Linked DNA regions of Mus musculus: region 2 is linked to region 1. The links are chromatin contacts, called in public capture Hi-C maps. All regions are on one chromosome and are shown on one strand. The core of a region is the stretch at or near the end of the contact, and the rest is flanking DNA. Distances in the headings are between cores, read along the strand shown.

What was found. Capture Hi-C pulls out chosen DNA fragments and counts their contacts.
Region 2: a capture Hi-C map of bone marrow-derived macrophages shows a contact between it and region 1, with 2.9 times the contacts expected there. The contact joins two enhancer-like sites. A contact is called at or near these places in 3 of 484 Hi-C or Micro-C datasets (brain, embryonic stem cells and nephron progenitors), 1 of 115 datasets of contacts at active chromatin or transcription factors (bone marrow-derived macrophages) and 1 of 9 other capture datasets (bone marrow-derived macrophages).

The regions. Positions count from the first base shown.
Region 1 is chr8:115,491,017-115,496,515 of GRCm38.p6, forward strand. No RefSeq gene overlaps it. Among named protein-coding and RNA genes, the nearest start is that of Gm39256, 150 kb to the right of the region's middle. Within about 2 kb of position 3,590, at least 13 of the 459 cell types and tissues checked have an H3K27ac peak or open chromatin away from gene starts, as enhancers often do. A contact at or near this core is called in bone marrow-derived macrophages, where this site is marked.
Region 2 is chr8:115,616,849-115,622,784 of GRCm38.p6, forward strand. Gm39256 (a long non-coding RNA gene) reads right to left here. Exons shown (of 2, transcript XR_879215.3): 2 at 1-5,936. Among named protein-coding and RNA genes, the nearest start is that of Gm39256, 25 kb to the right of the region's middle. Within about 2 kb of position 1,718, at least 65 of the 459 cell types and tissues checked have an H3K27ac peak or open chromatin away from gene starts, as enhancers often do. A contact at or near this core is called in bone marrow-derived macrophages, where this site is marked.

The DNA.
Region 1 (5,499 bases), core at 2,340-4,839:
TTCCTGCCTGGCATGCAGGCTTCACATCTTCTCCATTGCCTTTCCTCCGACAGGGCAGGCTCTCTAACATTAATGGCTATAAAGCTGTCTGGCAAGTGAAGTGGAAGGGAGTCTTGTGGTTTGTGTAAATCTGACATGGCACAAAATAGAGAGGAAGAAAGGAGAAACAAAGGGAAAGGGGAAGAAGAACAAAGCGGGAGGAGGAGAAGGAGGAGGAAGAAGAAGAAGAGGAAAAGGAAGTTGAAGAAAATGATGAAAAATCAGCTTTAAAAGATGATATACCTGCTGAAAATGGGCCAAGTGTGTGAGCACAAATCTTATGGCTGATATTCAAAAATAGGAGAAGCTTGAGTTATTTCAATTATTTCAATTTTCTTCTTGCCTGGAGGTAAGCCCAGGACAAGTGTTTGTGTGATGTCTGTGGTTCTTTTCCCTATTGTCAGGGAGTACTTGTATTGTCCCTGTCATGTGCCTCAGCCTCCCCACCCTCCCCAGTGGACTCTAAGAGAGGAGATGCCACGTTGAATCATTGCATATCCCAGACCCTGAGTCTTCCGGCTGTGCGCGCAGGACTCAGTGGAGAATGGGCCCCTCCTCTGTTTCTCAGCTTTCTTATGTGATTAAAAGTAGAGCCTGCTGTAAGCACAAGGCCCTGGGAGTCAGGATCCTTACATGGAAGTGCTGTTGCCTGTCTTCCACAATGGCTTTCTATTTTCTCTTGATATTTGGAAGTTTTGAGATTTCTCCCACCCCGTGTACAGTGTGGAGACTCTTGCTGGAAGTCAGGGTCTCAGACACCACTATAACTACCTGACCATGATACCCACAATGCAACCCCCTGTTCCCCCTGTTCCCATCTTCCTCATATGTCCAATGACAGTTCTTCATGTATGCTAGGAGGATTTAGGGACAGGGACACACACACACACACACACACACACACACACACACAGAGAGAGAGAGAGAGAGAGAGAGAGAGAGAGAGAGAGAGAGAGAGAGAGAGAGAGAGAGATAGTTTAGGGATACACAAAGAAACATCCACTACAAAGGAATTATCTAACATGGAAGGCACAAATGACCGCTGAGCCTTTGACTCTTGCATGGTATGACGATCTAAGGTTAGTTCATTCAATAAATGCACAGAAATCACCACATACTCCTTATATCTTCCATCCTATTGAACACAGCCCTGGAAAAAACCACAGTCCCTGAGCACCTAAGACCCTTCATAAGCCACTTGGTACTTCCTTTAATCTGCCTCTGCAAGGCCTTTAAACACTGTACTTCTGGGATCCCAGACGTTGGCACAGGCTAGATGTAGGGACAGACACACGATGGTTTCTGTTTCATCATCTCACACACTATCCGACAGTGGCAAATGCTGAAAGGGCCACATGGAATGGGTCTCTGCAGGCCCGCAGAGAACCTGGAGGTTTCCCAGCTTGCCAACGCCTCTTGGCATCCCAACAGGCAGGAAGACAGACTCTTTCTTTGTCTCTGGAGACTGAGAATCCTACAGGATGGGAATTAGCTAGACTGTCAGGCTGGTTTCCCTCTACATCTCTCTACACCTGCATGGGCTACATCTGAGTACTCGAAGCCCTGGAACTCTCATCCATAGAGGGAATGTTGAGTTAACTAGGAGCAAGGAGACAGTGCTTCATGCTACATATCAAGATCAGATCCAAGACATTTTCTAGCATTCATGTTCCAGAGTCCCAGAGCCCCCTTTGATAATGGTAATGTTTTGGGAGTCACGACTCTGTTAGGTGATCTTGTTCAGTTTCCATAAACGTTACACAGAAGTATTTTGTGAAGGGGCCTACTATGTGCTGCAATGCTCTTAGAAATATTACACTTGTTTTCAGAGTAAGTGTCAAAATCCTTTTCCAAATGACCTTAATGTCCTCAGCAGAGTGGCTTTGGCTAGCCTTTGGTCTCATTTTCTAATTTCTTCTCATCAGGTTCATAGGCGGTGGCTAGCAGATGTGTCCAGCATGTCATCTAAGCTCCTGCCTTAGGATCTTTGCACATAGTATTCCCTCTGATGCTCACAGCTCTACACCTGTAGGCTGCCATAGCTGGACTTTCTTTGGCCTCCCATGTGTGACCTCTAATCACTGCCCTCCTGCGTCCATGTCTTCAGATGACACCTAACTTTTTTATACATGCTGGTGTTTGGTTGATAGTTTTTTGTCCTACTAAAAAGCACCTAGGTGAGAGTTTCTTGTACTTTGTTTGCTGGTGTGGTCAGCCCCTGGAACAGTGTTGCTCACACAGAGCTGCTTAGGAAGCCATTGTTGGACAGATGAGCTATCTTCCCTTCATCCACTCCTGCTCACGGGAGGCAAAGCAAAGAGACCTTGCAGATGTTGTTTGAATTCTTGCAGCTAAGCATCAGGCAAGGTATGTTCATAAATTCATCCACCAAGGACATCTGGATTAGTCTTTGCACGCCAGGGGCTAGATTACAACATGGACAAGTGGGCTCTTAGTGTGGAGCTCACATTTCAATTCCCCTGTCCAGTGCTCTCAGTCAGGCATCCCAGAATTCCCCATTTTCCAACCCCATCTCTCTGATTTCTATGTTAAGACAGACATTCTTGTACCCAGAAAACAAATTATGATCTCCTTGAAGGCAGGAGAGTGCTCAGACTTCACAAATTCTTAGGGAAGAGATATGGACTCCTGGGTAGTTAGCTTGTGGGTATGTTTGCAAATGATTCTCTTTAATTCCTCCTCCTTCAAGCTCCCCCGCAGCTTCCCTTCCATTCTGGTTATCCATCATTGCAGCTTCAAATGACCATAATTTTATTGCAAAATTCAGTTTTAAGGCAAGGGATCAAGACAGGGCTCGGACGAACTGGTGTTCTGCTTCATATAGTTAAACTCCAGGAACTCCAATAATCTAAAACCCGAGAGACTGAATAGATGGGATTTTGGAGAAACTACAGCATGGCTCCTCCCTCACGTTTGGGTAGACTGGTGATATGATGGTTAATATTGTCAACTTGACAGGATCCGGAACCATAAAGAGGGAGACTCTGGGTGTGTCTGTGAGGGATTTTATTTTATTTTATTCTATTTTATTTTTACATTAGGTTAATTGAGGAGGAAAGACTACTCTTCAGTGTAGGCAGTGCTATCCCATGGTCTGGGATCTTCCGATGCATAAATAGGTGAGCACCAGGGTTCATCTCTCTCTGCTTCGTGGCAGTGGATGTCATGTGACCAGCTGCCTCAAATTCCTGCTGCCATGCCTTGCCGGCCATGATGGATTTCATCAATTGTGAGCCAAAATAAACCATTCCTTGTTCTCCTAAGTTGGACGCTGTGTCACGGAGACTAGAAAGGTAACGAGTACAGCTGACCAAGAAGAAGCCCAGTGTCATAGCAGAAGGGGTTACCCTTCTCCCACACATTTCCTTTCTCCGTGCCAGTTCTCAGCTGGGCTGTGGTGACTCCCCACCTGACTCATCTCAAATCGTGAATCCGTTCTGGAAGAACAGATATTTGAGGCCCAAGGCTCAGCCTCAGTAAAGCAATAAGTAAAAAGAGAAGTGAGATTCCGCAAATGTCAAGCCACCAGTTCCTCAGCGGTGGCCTCCACCGCCTGAGATCTCTCCTGACCTCTTGGATCTGCTAACTTATTGCTCCCCACTGGAAAATGGCACAGGAGTGACTCAACCAAAGACCTAAATAAAATGCTGAGATGAGAGGAACCAGTCTCATCCACTTGACTTGTTACTGGGTCAGCATCAGGAGGCATAGGAGGACTCTTCTAGAAGTTTCTTTCCCCAGGGGCTCACCTGGCAAGAGTGTATTTGGGAAGTTTCCACAAGGGAAAAGAGCGGTGTATTGACTTTCCATTTGGCTGGGGGCATCTGGGGATGGAACCAACATTGAGAACTCCTGTGGTCTTAAGCCCTTCTTTGGGATGCGATGGGAGATTATCTGTTAATAGCATCTGTGGGCTACAGTGGATGAGCAACGCTGGTGTCAGAGACCATCAGGAGCCCCTTGAGAGCCCAAGAGGTGAGGCGGTCTGTGTGTGGTAGGGGAAGTCCTCTGGCTATGTGATGTCTAGACATACTGAAGCCCTGCCTCCATCTTGTCTTGTCAGGCTTCTGCTTGCTCAAAGACAACAGTGTATCTATCATCCCTGAACACTTGAGCATCTGTAATGAGAAGAGCTGAAACAAGATGCAGAAAGGCGGGCTCCCTTCTGCCCCTATCTCTTGACCCAAGGTTTTAGCTTCTATCTCACATTCAACCCAACAAAGAGTTCTTTCAAGGCAAAAACCAAATCTTTTCTTTCCTTCACCTCACTGGCTCTCTCTCATCTATCTGCTTGGGTGGTAAAACAAGCCCCGTGATAAATCTTCTGTCAAGTCCCTTCCCTCTGCCCTCCCTCCCCAAACTTCCCTTTGGAGTGGCTGCACTTTTCTATCTTCAGCATAGTCACCTCACCACACATTTTTGTCACTCTTTCAGTCAGGCCTTCCACAACACTGGGCATCCATCACCATGCTTTTACTGTGAATCTCATGATGTAGCTAAGAACCCAGGCAGAGTTCAGCTGGATGAGTGTTCTGCTCTGTAGAGGGTGAATTAAGCTCCTTTTTGGGGCTGCTTGCTGAAGAACCTGAGCTGGCATTGCTGCTTTTTGTCTAGAGCTTAGTTTGGAGACTCTAAGTACACATTAGTCTCCGATTTTGGTGACTTGGTGAGGTGACCTAGAGATCTGTCATCAGATTGAATAGGTAACTAGAGTGCCACTGTATGACCTGTCCTTTGCATAGGGATTAAGGCACCCATAAAGAATGCTTCAAAGTAGGAAGTAGTGGACGAGGTGAGAGCCTGATAGGTCAAGTGCTTCCCTTGCAAATATGAGGACCCCAGATCAATATCTAGACTGATGCATTCAAAGCCAAGGATGGTGACATGAACTTATGATGCCAGCACTGAGAAGATGAAGGCAGGCCGATCCCTGGGCTCCCTAGCCACCCAGCCTAGTCTACCTGGTGAACATCAGGCCAATGGGACATTCTATCTCAAAGAACAAAATGACTGTTGGCTCCAGAGGAGTCATACCTAAGGTTGTCACTTGGCTTCTGGGTGCACATGTACATGTTCTCAGAAAAAAAAAATGTCACTTTCTAGCCACCCAACCCATGTCTTGTGACCTAGCCCTGGCTGCCTTCACCACTTTTCCTCCCACATCACTCTCTAGCCACACCAGACTTCTTCCTGTTCCACAAACACACAAAACCCTCTCTTCTCAACCTTAGAAGCATCCTGCTATCCTTCTGCCGGAATTGCCTCTCCTTAAAACTGTCTCCAGCTTGCCTCTTAAGCTGAGTATCCTCAGTTGCATATTCTCCCAATGGGCTTTATGCCTGTCCCTCGTAATATATATCGGTGGAAAGAAATCATTTATCCCCCACCCTAAGTGCAAAACCAGCGTCAGTCTATCATTTCCTCGTTACTGAGATGTTT
Region 2 (5,936 bases), core at 468-2,967, 120 kb after region 1:
CTGCCTCTTCTGGCCAGGAGGAAGAAGGAGACAGGGAGCGCACAGGAAAGAAACCAGGAGCGCAGTCTCCTCCCACACCCACACTGGATGAGGAGCCCTTTCTGTCTCCCCTTCCCCAGCTTTGCCAGAGAGCTCAATGTTTACACAGCTTGGTTGGCAAGCGTGTTGGCAGGGGACTCAAGGCCCTGCTGGGGCACTGAGCCTGGCTCCGAGAGACCTGTTCCTATCTGCCCACATCCTCCTGCACTCCTGGCTAGATACAGGCAGGTCTGGGCCAGCGCAGGGTAGGAAAGACCTGGGGAGCTTGGCCAGTGCTGCTGTTTCCTTGGCCCGAGCATGTGATCCACTCTCAGCTGGGCCCTAGCCTGGCAGGGCCTTCTCCTGGCCTGCTGGTTTCTCTGGGGGATGTGTGTTGTTTTGAGCCCTGGGTTTTTAAACACTGTAGTCCTAGCTACAAAAGAGCCAAATCTCTCCCATTCCATGGGTTTCGGTGAAGGTTTTGTTTTAGACACAGTCTGTAGCTTTTATTTGAGAGGTGGTTGGCTTAGACCTATGCAGCTCTGGCTGGGTTCCAACTTGTGAGAAACCTCCTGCCTCAGCCTTCCAGGTGCTGGGACGACAGGCCTGAGCCACTACTCCTATTGGGTGAGTGTGCTTTTGTCAGAACCTTGCCTACTCTTGCCAGGAGAAACCGCTTAGCAATAAGGTCTGCACCCAGAATTTATAGAAAGAATGGAAGAAAGGAGATGTGAAAACATTCCAGGCAGATGGGCCAGGGAGTGCTGATGTAGAAGGAGGGACCAGGGGTCTGGCCCCTGCATTGATGCACGTCAGGTGGAGCCATTACCAGGGAGGGCTCTAGAAGTAGATTAGCAAGACCTCTCTGCCACTTGCCAGTTGTGCAAGCTTAGGAAAGCTGCTAGACCTTCCAGTGCCGCAGTTTCTTTGTCTGAAAAGTGGGTACAGCACCTGTGTTCATGTTTTAGGTTGACTCTGAGTTCAGCACATGCAAAATCCCCCTGCCCCTGTGCTATGGCCTGTGACTCAATCAATATAAGTTATTGGTACTGAAAATACCCTTTGTTTCCCTAGGGATATGCATATTTGGAAAATGATGCCATGATATTCCTTCCAGGCTTTAATGGGGTTCACCAACTGGTTCCTGGTGATGGCTATTGAATGTCACCACTATCTTTTCGGCAGCCTCTACTTTCATTTGTGGTGAAGCCACATAGAGGGTGCTCTGGTTTACAGAGTTCCAGAATGGGACGTGTCTCACGTGTGCACCCTGTCTCTGAAAGACTGCTGACCAAAGAGATACTGTAAAGGCACACACTCAATTCTGCTGCCAGAACCACAAGGCAAAAACACACAACAGGTGACAGGGCATCCTGGCGTGTGAGCTGACTCTCACAGAGCTCAGAGGACTCTTGAGTTTGTGAGTTCTCCAGTACTTTCTTGACATGTTTTTATTTTGTTTTGTTTTGTTTTGTTTTGTTTTTCCCCTGAACACAAGGACACACACTTGTCCTGAGTCCTGGAAAAGAGTAGCTCTTGCACATTGGTGTGACACATATACACACTAATGCCCATGTGTGTGTGTGTGTGTGTGTGTGTGTGTGTCCGTGTGCATGTGTACGTGCGCATGTGTATGTACAGATCAGGAGGAGCCACAAACTGGCCCACCCACCGATGACACAGCCAAGCCTGAAGCCGCAGCTGGGGGAGAACGGAAGCGGTAGACGCTGACTCATGAGAATCTCCTTGCACACCAAACAGGCAATGATTTCGCTCTGCCTTCCTTAGGTGTCTTTTGCAGATGATGTATGAATCACCTTATTTACCTTCTCCTTCCCAACCTCCTGCTTTATTATTTTTAATAATGCCATGCCAGCTCCGAGGAGGAGTTTCCTTTGCAAAAAGAAAAAAAAAAAAAAGAAAGAAAAAAAAAGTGGGGAAGGGAAGAAAATCAGCCTCTAACTCTCCATCCTCATTACTTCGCAAACATGCTCTTTCTACAGTCCTGTGTGAGAGAGGGGGGACACAAGATGAGTTGGTTCTAGGCAAGCCTCAAATCCGAATATAAACAGTAATAAATTCAGGTCTTGATTCTAGGGGGGAAGCCATAAAGTTTTCATCGTCTTTAATGAGAATAAAAATGCCGTTGCGTGAACACTTTTTAATTTTAAAATAAAGAAGACTAGAGTGCATGGAGAGGCAGGATAGCTTAAGTGTGCTTGTGCTGGGCTCCCAAAAGCACAGTCCTGGTTCTGCACTGGCTGCATGAGTGCATGCATGTATGTGTGGGTGCACATGCCTGTGTGTGGGTGTGGGCATGCTAGTGCAAATCTGCCCTCGCCACTTGTTTATATCCAGTGCTTGGCATTCTCTCAGCTGCAGAGTCCACACTGTCCCTGTGTGACACCTGTGCTTCAGCTTCCAGATGACGAAACAAGGATGCAGAGATTTCCGAGGTACCTGTGGTTGTACAGTTCCCTTAAGAGCCTACGCTGCAACCTGGTCCTCCTTGCCTCAAGCTCCCGAGCATATGTTCCAAAAACCCTTCTAGGTTTTTATCCAGAAATATTGCCTTGATTAGATGTGGCAAGAAAGCCGCAGACTGACACACCTCACGGCTCCATCCGTCATATATAAAATAAAGCATCTTAGGGGACTGAGATGTCATCTCTCTAGCCTGTCACCAAACACAGAGATCTTTTCTCCAGATTTCCCTGCTTTGGACTCTCAGGATTATTACCTGTGACAGGGACCTCATTGCCTATCGAGGAAGCCTCTTCCAGGCTCCCACAGCTTGCTCAATCAGAGTGTCTGTTTTCACCATGGGAAACAGGCCTCCTCATCTCCTGTTGGATCTTTCCTTCAGTACAGATTTCCCTAGCCTTGTGGACTGGCTACCTCTTTGAACAGACCATTTTCCAACCCTGAGCTGTTTCTTCCACAAGCCAGCCAGCTGGGCTTCCAGAACACCTGCACATGTGGCCATCACCTGCTGATCTCAGGCTGGAGAAAGCTTTGCTTACTTGAACGTGACTTTGGCGTGTGAGGGATATGTTCCTCAGCCCACAGTATCTTGGGCTTACTGTGTTAGTTATTCTTCTCAGGATTGTAATAAGACACCCAACAGAAGCAACCTAAAGGAAGAAGGGTTTATTTTGGTTTGTGGTTAGAGGGGTACAATCCATCAAGGCGTGGATTCACAATGGCAGGATCATGAAGCAGCTGATCATCTTGTATCCACAGACCAGAATCAGCTTCTTTTCTCCATTTTATCCAATTCTCAAGACAACACACGCAGTAGTGCCATCACGTTCAGGTGAGTATTTTCATCTCAGTTGACCAGATCTAGAAACTTCTTCACAGACATGATCATGAGGCTCACTCCCAGATGGTTCTACTTCCCATCTAAGTGAAACTTAGCACTAGTCATCCCAGCATTGCATAGAAGGGATGGGAGCAAAGGCTCTTGGGGTGGAAGACAGCTTGCAACTTAGAATCCAAAACCTCTTCAAGGTGTCCCATTAGGGGAGCAATGAGGATCTGCTCTAATCTCCAATGACCACCCGAGTCGCTTTACCCAAGAGGAGCTTCGTGCCTGATAATGAGGGAGCGTCCTTTCCCAGACTCTGGAATGACGAGGGTGTGCCATTTATAAAAATTAACTGCTTAATGGCTCACAGACCCTCCACATTTGAATATAAAGTAACAGTAAAATCCTCGTAAGGACTAAGTCAGGTTTTACGGCAGAGAAAAAGAATGCTGGTCTTCTCGTATTGATCTGATTCTTACAGCTGATCAGGACAAATGCCTTCATCCCCAGGAAGGTACTTACAAAGCCCAGAGACAGGGGGTCTCCAGGTGTGCCTGTCTCTCCTTACACATTCATGCATCCAGGTAGCTAAAGATGTCAGGTGGAGCGGGGTGTCCTTCTCCTCAAGCTGACTGCTCTCTGTGACCACACAGCTATGTCTGCACAGAAGTCTGTGGCCTACCTTATACCTGAAGTATAAGGGCACTACAAAGGACCTTTTGTAGTGTGTGTGTGTAGGTATGTCTTTGTGTGGGGGGAGGGCGGGAGAGGGAGAGAGGGGGGAGGGAGAGAGAGAAGGAGAGAGAGAAAGAGAGAAGGAGGGAGAAAGGTTGGGGGAGATATTGGGGTGCATATGTAGACCTGTAAACACACTCTCCCACTAGACTGTATATACCAGCCCTTTAGCTGGGACAATACCTCTTGTCCCAGCTGTCTTTAGTGGAATGATTGCTCTTAAAGGCATCCCAGCTTAGAAGGGTAGCACCTTGAATAGATTTGAGCACAGGTCACACTGTTTTGGACTCATGGTTTGCAGCCTGGCTTGGGTGTCCAAGTCCTCAACAGAACAAAAAGAGAGAATAAAAAAAGACAGTTACTATCCCATGCGTGTTAGTAGGATTTGAGATCAGTCCCAAAGCCTTTCAGGGTGTATAGAATCTGCTCAGTGCTGCATTAGAAGTTGCCCTGCCATCGAAATGAATCCAGCAAGTGGTTGAGTAATAGGTACAAAGTCTCCTGCCTTGGGATAGGAATCTGGTCATTGCTCATAATGAGAGTCTCAGAATTGTTACTTAACCTCGCTGTGGCTCAGTTTCCAAATATGTAAAATAGGGGTAGCATGAGCACCTGCCTCTGGAGCTCACTGTGGGCATTAAATAAATAAAGTCTTGAAAAATACTCAGGTTGTACTGTGACTTAATTTGGCTTGCCCTCCATGGGCTCTGGGGTGAAAGTCTAGGTTCCTAGCTGGAAAGGGGGCTGAGGAGGCAGGCTGCTTCTGGAAGGTTCTCAACATTTTAACAGAAAGAAGTGGTCCAGTGGGGCATAGCCTCAGAAGCTGTGTGCTGTCCTAGGACTTCCACTCTCATCTTTATTTGCTATCCTTCCAACTCAGCATGAGGATAAAGACTCTGCTGCGATCACCATGATGAACTGTCTAAGCATGTACGACATGCAGCCAAGGGACCCATGGACTAACCCCACTGCAACCATATGACTAAATAATCAACTAAAATATTTTTTACTAGGTATTTTGTTCCACCATTTCAAACTCATGAACACAGCCTGCCTTCAGGATTTTACACAGGATGCCTTCAAAACACACTATGTTACTATCAGCCCAGAAGAACTTATCCACCTCCAAAGGGCAGACTGCATTCCCGGCAGCCAAGCTAACCTATGAGGGAAAAACCTTGCTAATTCTCAGCGTGCTAGAACAATCAAGCAAGTAAAAAGAACAGTAAATGCCCATCAAGTAATATAATGGGATCAATAAAACACACCTTTTCCTCTGGCCCTCACCAGGAAAATGGGACATTTGATATTTGTTCTCTGAAACTAGACAAACCTCTCTCTCCCTGAATGTTAGTGAGCTTAGTTTCTGGGATATTTAGCAGTTGTTTTCAGATAAATCACAGTCAGGCTTTCTGGCCCAGTTCTTAGGGTTTCTCATCTCATAAGGGAAAAAAAAATGTCCTCCAGCTTGTTAGAAAAGGCAAATGTGTTCTTATTGTCTACTTATCTTGGTGTCTCTAGAATGAGACCCCACCACATCTCCCATCACCTGCCATTCAAACACAGAGAGGAGCTCTGTCACACATGGACAGTTAGTCTACTTTGCTTTCTGCGTGGCGTGTACAGATATGGTTTCACAAATCAGAGTTTTCTAAAGATTAATTTTCCTTTAAAAATACATCAATACTCCCAGCACAGGTGCAAATACTACATCTACAAAATTTCCAAATTTGTGGGACTCCTGGTTGGGGGGGGTGGGTATTATTGCTGAGAGCTGTTTTTCTCTATATGGTGCAAGCTCAGCCATTATCTTCCCAGAAGATGGGTGAAAAACTCAAGTTCTATTTGCAGATAAATTTAGTTTTGGAGCTTA